Linked DNA regions of Mus musculus: region 1 is linked to region 2. Evidence: chromatin contacts called from public Hi-C data. All regions are on one chromosome and are shown on one strand. The core of a region is the stretch at or near the end of the contact, and the rest is flanking DNA. Distances in the headings are between cores, read along the strand shown.

What was found. Hi-C and Micro-C count contacts between places; a contact is called where the count stands out from the background.
Region 1: a Hi-C map of the N1E-115 cell line shows a contact between it and region 2, with 8 times the contacts expected there. The contact joins two enhancer-like sites. A contact is called at or near these places in 1 of 15 datasets of contacts at CTCF or cohesin (large pre-B cells), 95 of 484 Hi-C or Micro-C datasets (the AML12 cell line, the AtT-20 cell line, the Ba/F3 cell line and 53 more), 6 of 115 datasets of contacts at active chromatin or transcription factors (astrocytes, embryonic stem cells, epiblast stem cells and 2 more) and 1 of 9 other capture datasets (embryonic stem cells).

Annotation. Positions count from the first base shown.
Region 1 is chr12:39,655,508-39,662,887 of GRCm38.p6, forward strand. No RefSeq gene overlaps it. Among named protein-coding and RNA genes, the nearest start is that of Gm24434, 38 kb to the left of the region's middle. Within about 2 kb of position 4,889, at least 2 of the 459 cell types and tissues checked have an H3K27ac peak or open chromatin away from gene starts, as enhancers often do. A contact at or near this core is called in the N1E-115 cell line, where this site is marked.
Region 2 is chr12:39,508,034-39,515,282 of GRCm38.p6, forward strand. Gm34923 (a long non-coding RNA gene) reads right to left here. Exons shown (of 3, transcript XR_381461.2): 2 at 2,703-2,742. Among named protein-coding and RNA genes, the nearest start is that of Gm34923, 15 kb to the right of the region's middle. Within about 2 kb of position 2,133, at least 18 of the 459 cell types and tissues checked have an H3K27ac peak or open chromatin away from gene starts, as enhancers often do. A contact at or near this core is called in the N1E-115 cell line, where this site is marked.

The sequences.
Region 1 (7,380 bases), core at 3,639-6,138, 150 kb after region 2:
CTCAAAAGAGAAAATGTAAAAATGAATTAAACAAAAGATAGTTATTTTTGCTGTAGCCCACTAAAATATGAAGTGACCATGAAAACAAAAAAAACTTAAACTGACTGGCTTCCTGCTAATGAATTCTCAAAGAACCAATCCAAGAAACAATTATCCTATATTTAAGACCATTCTTGTGTAAAAACTATTTGCAGAACTCTATTATAATCTTAAGACTCATTTTACTAATAACCGCCAATGCTAATCCGTCAGCTTTTGCCAGTTCGACAAACACCACAAGTGCCAGTGAAATTATTATCAAAACAACTTTCAGAGATTTCTCTGTCCTAACAAAAGCCCCACTTTAACTTGGTTCTCTGGATACTCTGCAGCATTCTGGCTTATGCATAATATCCCTGCTTCTTTGTTCATTCCCAAATGAAAGTTCCTTTATTGAACTTTTTCTCTATAGTTTAACTTTCAATATAAAAAACATTGATATATAGGATGAGGCTCTGCCTCCTAAAATTTCCACCACCTTCTTAAATAGGACCAACTAGGAAGCAAGTATTCAAATTCATGAACCTAAAAGGGGGGAGGAATTCCTCACCAAAATCTTCACATTCAGCCCTGTGCTCTCCAAAAGTTCAAGGCCATTTCATAGTGTAAAATGCACATAGTACCGCTTTAAAAGTCCCTGATAATTTCCTGCTGAAAGACTACACTTCCCAGGTTCCCTTGCAGACTATGGAAGTTATTTCCACCCTTATAAGAGGCCACATCCATCTTCTTCTGTAGGCATTTTGGACATCTACACACATGGGCGATAAGGATGTCTGTCCTCTTCCCATAAACATTTCCACCTGAGGTTAGGCCAAGCCTCTCTTTCCCCCTTCCCATCTCTCTCCAGCTGCTTTAGATAATCTAATATGATGATCCCAAAAGACCCAGGAAGGCATCTCCTAACCCTACCCCTTCCTATGGCAAAGATCTTTAAGCTTTTATTCCAGGACCTGAGGGTTTTTCAGGACCTCTGATTTGTCTCAGGCTGTCTTCTCTCTCTCTCTCTCTCTCCCTCTCTCTCTCTCTCTCTCTCTCTCTCTCTCTCTCTCTCTCTCTCTCTCTCTCTCTCTCTCTCTCTCTCTCTTCCTTCCCCTGAAAGTGTTAGGCCAGAAGCCACAGAACATGTAATTTAGCAAAACAGCAAGACAAGTTACTCCCATTGGATCTAATTCAAAGGAACTGTAATTAGGTTGGGGAGCTCACTGGAGCTTTCTTCTGTTCATCTTCAGACTGGCTTAGTCAAAGCCTGGAAACTTTCCAATGGCTACAAGAATCACTTGACAGCCCCAAATTCTCAGAACCTTGCCCTGGCCCTGTGATTTTTTAACCTGGAGACTGTCATGGTTGGGAAAGTCCCTGTATATTTCCAGGTGTATTTGGCCACTTCAAGATTTAGAGGACACTCTGAGCAACTGGATATTGTTAATCCCACCAGGCAAGAATGAAAACACTGCCACAATTTTTGAGTCAAATTTGAAGCAAGACTAGGACGATGAACATTGGCCAGGCCCATACACAGGATTCCCAGAGTATGGAATCAGCTTAGTCAGATGCCTATAAAAAACAAAACAAAGCAAACAAATGAAACAACCCTCAAGGCTACCTATATCCACCTTCATCCAATCAAGGTTAAGCATACATTCTAATGTACTTCCTGCCTGTGTATCTTCTACCTACCTGTGCTCAAGCACATCCCGTGTAGTTGGGGCAACCAAGCTTGTTTACAGAAGCAAACACACATGCTTGTTATCTTATATAAAAAAACAGAACCTAGCAATCCAAGAAGCTTTTTTTCCTTGTGCAAGTGGGACATACAGATTGGAATCATTTCTGTTTTATAATCTCTTAATTATTTAAATGTAAAACCTAATTTTAACCATTACAATATTCACCCTGTTTTGTCCTTGCCCTTCATCCACTCCAAATTTTTTATAGAATTGAAACCAGCAACTCTTCTTCACTCTTCAATGTAAATATATCCTTAGTATATATTGGACAAATGGCTAATACTGGCCCAAATTCAGAACTTTCAATTTTTAATGTCTAAACCAATTTAGACAATTCCATAAGATAAAATGACAGAGAGTCTGGATCCCCTTCCCCATAAAACTAACAGTTCACTTGAATCTTTGTCAAAGTACTGGCTTAAAGCAACACTTAGCATCAGAATGTTTCTAAACTTGTCTGCATTGCTAACTAGATAGCATTGTATGCATTGTGAACTTAGATAGCATAGGGGTTGTTTGCCTGATGCCTCTTGTGTCTTATATTTGTCCTACTTGTGTTTCTGCCTCTTTAAGCCTGAAAAATCCTACTTGCATATTTAACATTGTAGTCTTTTTGGAGGCCACACTGGAGGTGGGCTTTGAGGTTTCAGAAAGCCCAAGCTAGGTCCAGTGTTATTCTTTCTTCTGCTACCAGTGAATCTGGGTGTAGAACTCTCAGCTACCTCTCCAGCATAGTGTCTGCCAGTATGCTGCCAGGCTCTCCACTCTCATAACAATGGACTAAATCTCTGAAACTGTAACTAAGCCCCAATTAGGTGCTGTCCTTTATAGTTTTGCCATGGCCATGGTATCTCTTCACAGCAATAGAACACTGACTAAGACAAACACCTAAGTGGCAAAAGCATTTCAGATGGTCTGTCTCATCTGCAGACACACACAAGCTGATTTTGGATATATAATCACTGGATTCTCTCTTACAAAGATTCAGATGTCTTTTGGGTATGAATAATATTGAAAAATTTTTTCAGGCTGTTCTACTTTATTGAGAAAGCTGACTCTGGAGTTGGAATTTGGCCTGTCTGGTCCTGACCCCATCATGTTTGTTTAAAAATTTCCTCCAAAATCTCTCTCCTAGGTTAAGCTGGCCACCTGACTCTGTGACAAGTTGAAGGAGAGAAAAACAAAACAGCCTAGGAAAAGACTTTGTTCATGAGTTGTTACTAAGAAGTAAATTATTTCCCATAGACGTTATAAATGGCCAGTTATCTAACTCTTTGAATTCTCCCCATTTTTCCCTGGTTTTGTTCACTATCTTTAAAGATTTTTTTTTTTTTTTGTGAAAGCATAACTTTTTTCATCTTAGTATTTATACTTTCATTGAGGATTATTATTAAGACTTGTAAAATTAAAAGTTAGCTTAAAATCTGTAATAAGAAGGGGTTAATAGTTAAAAATCTATATGTAGATTATCTTAATCTGCTATAATATATGATGTATTTAACTAATGACCATATGGCTTGTTGCCATCTTGGCTTGTGACCTCATCAGGATAGACACATGACACATGACTTTATCATCACCTTGCTCTTAAGGTGATCTTATGGTCTCCCTTTACTTACCATTATATTCCCTTTTTTAAACTAAGGAGGCAAAACCAGGCTTCCAAGATGGTTTCTCTTAAGAGTGGGTATTACAAAACAAAACAAAACTGTGGCATTTTTTGCTATCTTAGTTAAGCATTAGCTACTAAAAGAAATTGAGTCATAAAAAATAGCCAGGCCCTGTATTCTTACCTTGAAGCCTACAATGAGTATGCAGGCTTTGATAATTATACTTGTAGATGTTTTCTAAGAAAATCTAAAAGTCAATGTTTGCTATAGCTCATTTAATTTAGTTATCTTGCTTTACAAATTATGCCTCTAAAGACTCAATTGATTTTTAAATATACTGATGTTAAGAAATATGCATGCTGGGGTCAGTGTATGATGACCTGGAGACAAAAGGAGTAAAGAGTTGGCCTTCTCCTTCTATGTTAATTCCATCCCTATTACATGTAAATCGTTTGTTACAGATTTATCATGACTGACTGCTTTCATCTTTTATCTGTGGGTTGAATGTATGGAATGAAAATGTAAAAAATTTTTTAAAAGGTTCCATCAATAAGGCTAATTTTAGAAAATTTTATAAAGTGAATCATTTGCACTTGACAAAGCAATCAGTCTTTGAAAGCATACTTTTAAATTAGAAAGGGAAAATCATTTCTTTTCAGGAAAAATAATTATCTCTTTCTGTGGTCTTATATTTACTACATAATCTTGGAATATATATATATATATATATATATATATGTATATATATATATATATATTGATGGTAACAAAATACGTATTAAGAGATGTTTTCAAACACTAGATACAGACATTTAAAGTAATAATCTCCATTTAAATTTTTACCTTACAAATTTTTTCTAATCAATAATTGTATTTTACTTGAAATTCATTCAGTAATTGCTGATATTGCTAATACTTTAAACAAATATGTAATGTTCATATGGTGGTGGTTTGAATAGGAATGGCTCCCATAATTGAAGTATTTGGATGCTTGGTCAATAGGGAGTGGTATTATTAGGGGGTGTGGTCTTGTAGGATTTGATGTGGCCTTGTAGGAGGAAATGTGTCACTGTGGGGTGGGTTTTGTGCTCTAAAAATCTCAAGACCAGGCTTAATAGCTCAGTTACTTCCTATTGCCTTCAGATCCAGATGTAGAATTCAGCTACCTCTCCAGCACCATGTCTACCTACATGCCACTTTGCTTCCCACCATAATGATAACGGTCTAAACCTCTGAAACTGTAAGCTAGCCCCAATGAAATGCTTTCTTTGAAAAGAGTTTCTGTGGTCACTGCGTCTCTTTATAGAAATAGAAACCCTAACAAAGACACTCTGTGAAAGGAGGGAATATCACTTAGACACTTTCTGATCCAAGTCATGCATTGGATGATGATTTTAATTGACCGCTTTTAAAATCTTCCAGGTATTTGTTCCTTATGCAGGAGACTAATGTCACAAACAACTAATTACAATTACTGTGTCCTTCTACAAGACACTTGGACAAGCCAGTTGCGTGCTTGCACTTAACTCTTGTTAATCCTGATGTAAAAGTTATCCTCGTATAACTTTGCTACTTAATGCTCCCAAGGAAAGAAGTTGTACAGTTTATTGCCTCCTGACTTATGATCTAGGTCTTTAACAACTGTTAAGTTTTATCATGGCCCCTTAGAGGCCCTTTTATGAAGAACTCTAACTGCCACTTCCTTTATCGCTTATCAGTCAGCTATGAAGCTGTTGCCAAGAGATCAACACTCCCAAACGCCTGAAAGCACTTTGGCTGATCTCTAAAGGGGACTAATGGGCCATGGGCCATCCATCATCCCTCTTCTTGCCATACTGGACTTCATTTTAGGGACTCAAAAAAAACGAAAACAGCTAGACTGAAGCTATCTTTACATCAATTAACCCATCTCTCTTGTCAGCTCTGATCTGCTTAACATCCTTCAGGACCAGCTGGACTCAATGACTGCTGCAGTGCTCGAAAATTAAAACAGGACTAGACCAGACTGCTGCTAAGGATAGATTTGTGTCCTCCTCAAACAATGTTGCTTCTATGCCTGCAAATGATAATAGATTTGAAATGAGCCATAAAGACTAAGGTTTCTGCATACTCGGGCTCCTCCATTTGATCTCTCTTTCTTTCTTATTATGCTCATACTTATGTTTTTGCCTTCTCTTTCCAATATTTTATTTATTGAACTTCACCCTACACCCACACAAAGTATTCCACTAAAGCTCTTCCAATAGTTTTCACCACACAATAGCTCCATTTGTTCTCAATACAACTGCAAAAAGACCTTTTAAATACAGTGGAGAAACTATAGCTAAAAGGGACCTTCATCACCTTCACCCAGGGCCAATACAATTCTTTATATTAGTCCTCTGTTTCCCTATTTTTCTATAGAACACATGGACAAGCCAGTTTTGCAGTTACATTTAATTCATGTGACTCTTGATGTAAAAATTTTCCTTATGGTTGCTCACAGTCATCCCTTACACAGAGCACAGGGTCCTCAATGAAGGAGCTAGAGAAAGTACCCTAGGAGTTTAAGGGTCTTGCAGCCCCATAGGAAGAACAACAATATGAAGTGACCAGCATCTCCAGAGCTCCCAGGAACTAAGCCACCAACCAAAGAAAACACATACTGGGACTCATGGCTTTAGCTGCGTAAGTAGCAGAGGACTGCCTAGTTGGTCATCAATGGGAGGAGAAGCTCTTGGTCCTGTGAAAGTTCCATGTCCTAGTATAGGTTAATGCTAGGGCCAGGAAGCAGGTATGGGTGGGTTGTTGAGCATGGGGAGGTGGGAGTGGATAGAGGGTTTTGGAGGGGAAAGCTGGAAAAGGGATAACATTTGAAATGTAAATAAAGAAAATATCCAATAAAAAAGAAAGAAATGAAGCATATAATTGAGGTGGTAAGTCCTAGGGCCGTCAGTGGTAAGCTTCTGCAAAGTATAATTCCAGAGGCTGCTGCTCACTTTTGTCATAGCCCCTTTGAGGCCGTCTTTTTAAATTTATTCTTTAATCTCTTTTTACAGTCCAGACTTTATCCCCCTCCAGGTCCACCCTCACTGTCCCACATCCCACTCCTCCTCCCCACACCTCCTCCTGTCTCCACAAGGATATCCCCCTCAACCACACCACCAGACCTCCCCACTCCCTGGGGCCCCAGGTCTCTCAAGGGTTAGGTGCATCTTCTCTGACTGAGTCTAGACACAGCAGTTCTCTGCTGTATATGTTCCAGGGGCCACATATCAGCTGGTGTATGCTCACTGGTTGGTTGCTCAGCATCTGAGCGATCTCAGGGGTTCAGGTTAGTTGAGACTGGTGGTCTTCCTACAGTGTCACCCTCCTCCTCAGCTTCTTCCAGCTTTTCCCTAATCCAACCACAGGGATCACCAGCTTCAGTCCATTGGTTGGGTGCAAATATCTGCATCTGACTCTTTCAGCTGCTGGTTGGCTCTTTCAGAGGGCAGTCGTGATAGCCCCTGTTTGTAAACACACAATAGCATCAGTAATAGTGTCAAGCCTTGGGGCCTCCCCCTTGAGCTGGATTCTAATTTGGACTCTGTTCTTGGACCTCCTTTTCCTCAGGCCCTTCTCCATTTTTGTCCCTGTAGTTCTTTCAGACAGGAACAATTATGGGCCAAATTTTTTGACAGTGGGTGGCAACCCCATCCCTCTACTTGATGCCCTGTCTTTCTACTGGAGGTGAGCTCTACAAATTCCCTCTCCACTATAGGGCATTTCACCTAAGGTTCCTTGGAGGCCCTCTTATGAGGAACTCATCACCTGTCTGTCCATCAGGAAGCAGTTACTGAGAATTTTCTTTCATGTTTTTTTTTCTACTTTTTGTTGTTTATTCATATATTTATGCAAATTTTAAGCATGAAGTAGGATCACAAAGATGAAGGTCAGATGTACTTTGTGAAATACAAATGAACAGATAACTGACATTTAGACTTCATCTCAGCATGGAGTGGATCACCATTATTACTTCA
Region 2 (7,249 bases), core at 883-3,382:
TTTCTTTTACTACTCGGGGCACTGCCCAAAGTGAGCTGGGACTCCTGCATCCATTAGAAATTAAGAAAATGTGCTATATACAATGGTAACACAAATGTTATAGAGGTGACCACCGACCCTTTAATTAGATTTAAGGCCCATTTCATGAGATGAAATCGCACATGATACTGTTAAAAGGGCCAAGAACATGAGACTATATAGGTCACAGGCCCTAAAGAAAGCCTAATACTCTTGTTTTGCCAAAGGAGCATAGAAAGAAAATGATTCCTAATGACACATTGCTATACCCACAGATTGGTGAATCACTTAACTCACATCACAGAAGTTCCTTCTGACAATAGATAATAGTGAGTCCAAAGACCCGTAAGTGGACAATGTGCAGAGAGTAAGAGATGTTAGAGAACTTAACCCTAAATAGTATGTCTCTATTAAATTTCTCCCCTCATGGACCAAAGGTCAAAGAGGAAAAGGAGGAGGAGGAAGAGGAAGAGGAGAAGGAAGAGATGGAAAGATTGTAAAAGCCCAAGATGGGGAGATGACTCCAAGGAAACTCTCCTCCAGACACAAGAGTACTGATGCACATGTGAACGTACATAAAATATAAAACATAAAATAGAGGTAAGGGTGGTGGAGAGAGCATGAAAAGGCTATGAGAGGGTAGCATGAATAGATAGAGATGAAACTTCTATCTATTGACTTTCTTGGTGGATCCATGAATTTCTACATATGATATCATTCCATAAATTTCACGGACACACTGTACAAGTGAATCTAGGGTAATCTGAATAAGGCTGATTCATGAATAAGGCAACATTCATGTCCTGGTTATTATATTGTGTTAGAGTTTTTTGTGATGTTACCCTTGAAGAAGACCAATAAATAACAAATAAAGCTCTGTCTGTGTTGTTACTTACAATTGCTCATGAACCCGCAACTATCTCAAGATAAAATGTTCATTCTTTAAGAGCATGGTTCTGCCACCTAGCGACTACAAACTAGCAATGTGATTTAAAGGGTGAAAAGAGCAGAGGGGTTATCCTATTTTAGGGCATTTCAAATAATCTGGCCTATGTACTTTCACATACTTGAAAACATTACATGCTTATAGCACTACATTCTTGCTATAAAAATCAGGAATTTTTATCACTTCAAATTAAAACGGAAAATGTTTGAACTGAATGTTGTAGTTTTACACACCATGGTTGAAGAGTTGAGTGCAAAGAGAGGGTGGTGTCTGGATTAGTGGAAATGCCTAAGATTTCCAACTGTTGCTCTGTGATTAAGTTCCGATTCTGCATGTGCGGTGGAGCCAAAAGCCAATGGTAAATGGGGGTTTGGGAAGGAGCTGTCAAAATCCAGACTGCTGTGTTGTCGGTATGAACTAAGGAAATAAGGAAGCCAGTATGATTGTTGATTGCTTTATCAGTTACTCACAATCTGTGTGTTGTCTGTGTATATAAGCAGGGTCTGAAGGGACTCTAGGGATCCCTGCACCCTTTGCTGACCAGACAGGAAGGAGAAAGCGAAACTTGCACTTGTCAATTAAAGGCTGTGATTTACAGCTGACCTCTCTGCCATTTCTGGTATTTGGTGACGACAGCAAGGACGGAAGAAAGACAGAAGCCATTTCCACTCCAGAGGCAGAAAGAAAAAAGTAGGTATTGGCTGAAAGCACTTTGTGTACCTACGTTGACTCTACATTTCACAATATCATTTTTAGCATGGACAGAGTCATGTTACAGATAGAAGAAAAAGACAATAATAAGTAGATAGATAGATAGATAGATAGATAGATAGATAGATAGATAGATCCACAGATGCAAACTGTAATAACTGTAATACAAGAAGGCAGACAGTAATTTCGAAATGGGTGCATTAGGCTTTGATAAGTTTGGGTTTTTTTTTTTTTGTTTGGTTGGTTTTTTGTTTTGTTTTGTTTTGTTTGTTTTTTTGAGAGGCAAAGAAGAAATCATGTTTTCACCCTTTAAATCACTTCATTGGCTTGTAGTCTTTTAAAACATGGCACTCCTTAACTAGGCATCTAAATGGCACATAAGGCTTCCATAGACAATACCTTCCGATGTATGCTTTCATGTGGCCACTAGGTGTCAGCGTAGTACAACAGAACCTGTGCTTCCTACTTAAAGCGTTCCCACTCTACAGCAACATCTTTCACTCAGCAGTGCGACCAATTGACAGGCATACATGGAATAAAAAAATCTCGTTTCCTTTGGGGCTATCTCATTCACCAGTGACTTTTCGGGAAATTTTCCGTTAATAAGTGCACACATTGCAATCAAGGATCTTCTTCTAAAAGCTGTGAGAGCGAGTTTGCAAGGCGGTGCATGCCTATAATCCCAGCATTCAAGTCTGCTCTACTCCAGTCCTATCGCAGAGAAAATAATGCCTAGAGCAATGGGAGTCCCTGAGAAGGGACAGATCGCAGCTCCTGTGGGGAGATTCCTTGGAGAGAAGAGAACAGGAGAGTGAGCACAGGACTGATTCAGTGAGCGCCTGCAGTCTCGCAAATTCTCCCCACTGAGAAGCCCATGGAGTTTGTACCCTTTCTTCCCTGCCTGCTGCTCCTTGTAACAAAGCAGGCCTGGAACACACTGTGTACCACATTGTTTCTAGAACACCACTCATTTGAATGACAGGTGACTGGGCCTCTAAGGGAAAGGGACTCCTTTGTGACTACTCACCTGCTCCTCCATCTAGAGTCAGCCTGTCATTTCTTTGAACCTAGAATGTAAAACACCAAATCAGTTCTACTTCTTTCTGTGGGGCTTTGGTCCCACAGTTGAGTTGTGCCTGAGGAAAATCTCCAGAAACAGTTTTCAGGAAAGTGAATCAAGTAGGGAAAGTGGAGCAACAACCACGCAGGCTTTCCATTTGATTTGCTTCACAGTGGATTGGGAAGTGGGGGAACGGCAAGTTCTCCCACCTTTGCTTGTGAGCTCTTCCCAGGCATTGTGCGAGACTCCAGAGCACTCTCTGAGCATCAAGGCTCCGGTCGGCTGTGACAATTCACCCAGAGCAGTGAACCTATGGACATGACCACACAAGGCTCAGAACTGTCTGGGTACCACAAGTTTTCCTCCTATATAGTATAGTAAATGGCAATCTGACATGGACTGATATGTCACCAGGTGACAGAGCCCAAATTAGCCAATAGTTGGTGGGTGGGTGGCAGCTGCCTTCCTTCACCACAGTATTCATCACAGTACTTGGCACCAGCTGTGGTAGGGGGGTAGGGGGACTTTTATTTACATCAGCTTGTGCTAGGGGGACATTTATTTGCATCACCATATTATCTGTCTAGTCCATCAGTTTCCTCAGTCATGAGAGATAGTGCTAACCTGCTGAAGCATTAAGCTCCTCTGAATGAAGGAGGGGCAGCCATCTACGTTATAGGGTGATGGGGACCTGGCAAGGCTAACAGGGCCACTTGCTTTTGAGCACTTTCTCATTCTGCCTGCCTTTCATTTGCAGTCTTCTAACCATCTCCAGCAGTTTTCTGGCACAGCTTTCTGGGAGCATGATAGAGAATACGAGAGCATAAGTTAGAATGTCTGCATCTACCCGAAACGTTTTAACCTTTTCTAAGATATCCTGAGACGTTCACTTTGACATAAGATTTAAAGGGATTTCTTTGTAAAGACTGTTTCAAGTTCTGTTAATCTGTACTATCTATAGTGATCAGCACCACAGCCAGTCACTTTAGCTGGAGATAAACAGCCCTGTGGTGCTAGAAATCTGAGCACCACAACAGAAAGGAAAGCTAGTCCTGGGATGGTTTCAGAGACTTTATGATGCCGAATTCTCAACATTTATGTTTTCATTTGTCTTAATATTTTACTGTTCCTATATTATACTACATTTTAAGAAAATCACTTACATTATAAATATTTTTCTAACTTTTGAATGTCAACTTCTTGCTGCTTGGGGGATACTTGGCCACTTCAGCGACAAATTACTCCTTAATATACTGTGCTTATTTAAATATGAAAGCATTAATGTATTTTGACAATTTGACAGGCGAACATGGAATAAATAAACTAAATGGCATGTTTTTCAACTGTGAATTGTGAGATTCCTGCTTTCATCTTAAAATGCTTTATTATATTAATTATATATATACATGTATATATATATATATGTATGCACTATTATTGTCTTTCTACAAAGATGAAATAGATGCTGGTTTAAGAAGTTGGCTGCATGTTTTCTCATACCATCCAACATGAGCAAATAAATTGAATACGTGCTTTGAAAAGCAGAAAGGGTAAGTTGCTATAGACGTAAAATGGAACATCCTCAACAGAGACTCCATAACCATAGCACAGCTGGCATGCCCTAAAGAGAACCTGCCATCTTCTGCTACATATGCAACTAGAAACACAGTTCTGGTGGGTACTGGTTAGTTCATATTGTTGATCATCCTCTAGGGTTGCAGACCCCTTTAGCTTCTTGGTTACTTTCTCTAGCTCCTTCATTAGGAGTCCTGTGTTCCATCCTATAGATGACTGTGAGCATCCACTTCTGTATTTGCCAGGCACTGGCCTAGCCTCACAAGAGATAAATATATCAGGGTCCTGTCAGATAAATCTTGCTGGCATGTGCAATACTGTCTGGGTTTGGTGGTTGTATATGAGATGGATCCCCAGTTGGGCAGTCTCTGGATGGTCCTTTCTTCTGTCACAGCTCTGAACTTTGTCTCTGTAACTTGCTCCATGGGTATTTTGTTCCCCCTTCTAAGAAGAAACAAAGTATCCACACTTTGGTCTTCCTTCATCTTGAGTTTCATGTGTTTTGCAAATTGTATCTTGGGTAGTCTAAGATTCTGGGCTAATATCTGCTTATCAGTAAGTACATATCATGTGTGTTCTTTTGTGATTGGGTTACCTCACTCAGGATGATATCCTCCAGATCCATCCATTTGTCTAAGAATTTCATAAATTCACTGTTTTTAATTGCTGAGTAGTACTCCATTGTGTAAATGTATCACATTTTCTGTATCCATTCCTCTGATGGGGCTATTTCTTCATGGCTTACTTTATCCTAGGCCACTCAAATACCCACCACATGTCTCAGTTTAATCACATCAACAATGAAAGTAATGCCATTTCCTTCCAGGGTGTTTTTGAAATTAAGACATACATATAATGACCTGACAAGGGGCATTACACACCTGGGAAGTACTGTGTGGAGAGGCAATAGAAGAGATTCACGTGCAGGCTCCGTCTTTCAGGGCTCCACTCAATGCTTTGGTAGATCATGTACACTGAACTCCATTTCCCTTAAAACAGTGCACTCTACTAACACCCTAACTCATTCAGCAGGATCTAGTTGAATCAAAAGCACACAAGGAAGAGACCACAGAACTTCAAATCTCCCTTGTATCTTGTTTTGTGTTCATCATGGAATCCTGTCATTATTTCAAAATAGCTAAATAAAAGCAAAGGTTTGAGGGGATTTTTTTATTTGGTTTGGTTTGGGGTTTTTGTTAGTTTGGTTGGTTGGGTTTGGTTTTTTTTTTTCCTTTCTTTTTTTGTTTTGTTTTGCTTTGTTTTGTTTTGATGATAATTAGTGCTTATTATGTCAACTTGACAGAACCTAGAGTCATCTGAGTGTCAGGCCTGCGGAAAAATATCTTGATTATGTTAATGATGTGGGAATATTCATTTTGGTGGTAGATGGGACTATACCCTAAACACTAGATTCAAAACTGTAGATAATGGCAGAAGCAAGCCAGGCACTAACATGCATTCATCAGAATTATGTGAATGTTTTCCCACATTCTGTGAGCGCTATCTTCACACTGGCCTTTGACTTGAGAGGCAGGCATACTCTCTGGTTTCAACCTGACATAAGCTTACTTAACTACTTTTACATTCCATGACCTATGCTTTTGGAATCATATCCAGAAAATCCTTGTGCATTTGAATACTCTCAAATGTCTCCTCCATGTTTTTTTTCAATGATTTCATAATCGTGTTTTATGTGTCTTCAATATATTTTCAATTTACATTTGTACACAATGAGAGATTGTGGTTTCATTCTTCTTCGTGTTGATAGACAATGTCTCCAGCATAATATTGGAAAAACTACAGACTTAGTCTGTGCTTTTAGGACCTTAGTGTTTGATGATCAGGTGTATTCATTGTTCTCTTCTATTTGTCTGTGAGTTTGCTTTAATGCTTTGGGATAGCAGAGAAGATAGAGGAAAAGACTGAGAGTGAGAGGACTCTGAAGCCTGCTATGAGATAGTATCTTCCATATGTAACAGAGATATTGCCCCCATAAAGTGTCAACAATACATTTGACTGACCAAGGTCGACTACATGGATGGAAAATATGTTATAAGTTCCAACCTTACAATGGGAATCAATGGCTGCTGAGGGAAGGAGAATCCGTTTTCTCCAGAAACAACACCCTTGATCAGTTTTCTAATCCCAAGTGGTCAGCCATAATCATTGGTACAACAGGAAGCAATAATTGAACTCAATAATGTGTGTGTGTGTGTGTGTGTGTGTGTGTATGTGTGTGTGTGTATGTGTGAAACAGTAATTATAGATGTAATGATTTTAGAAATAAGATGGAAGACATGGGGAGATTTTGAAAGGAAAATGAAGGAATAAAAAAAGATGCAAATATGATAGAACTTCATGCATGAAATCCTCAATTTTTAAATTCAAAATAGAATCACTAAAGCTTCTAGTATGGATAAATGAAATAATAGCAAACACTGTAGAATGCGGCTTCATTATGCTAACAGGAGTACTTTCCCAGTATAAATGTTGTAACTAAAAACTGTGTCTCTAATATTATGTCAGTAAGCTTCCAAGCACATGAGTAGCATGGCCAAGATGCTTTGCAGACATAAACACTGTGACAAATCCCACACACATGTCTCATTCATAAAAACAGGAATGTTTATGGAGGTTCTGAAATAGTTCCTCAAAGCCCAACTGTTACCCAGACTACCACTCCACGGTCACTTGTGTTATGATCTCCTACTACCATTCTAATTATTTTTTAGTGTGCTACTCTATTTTCACTACAAATTTCCCAGCGTTCTCTTAGGGCAATTAACCTTGTAGCAAATGGAAATGATGCTCATCAGATGTACATGTGTCTTCCATCATCTTTTATATTTATAGTAATTACGTTAATTCCACAAAGGAAAGGAAAGACCACTCACTACCCAAATTCTTTTGGTTGAATTAAGCAAGATTTATTTTCCCTC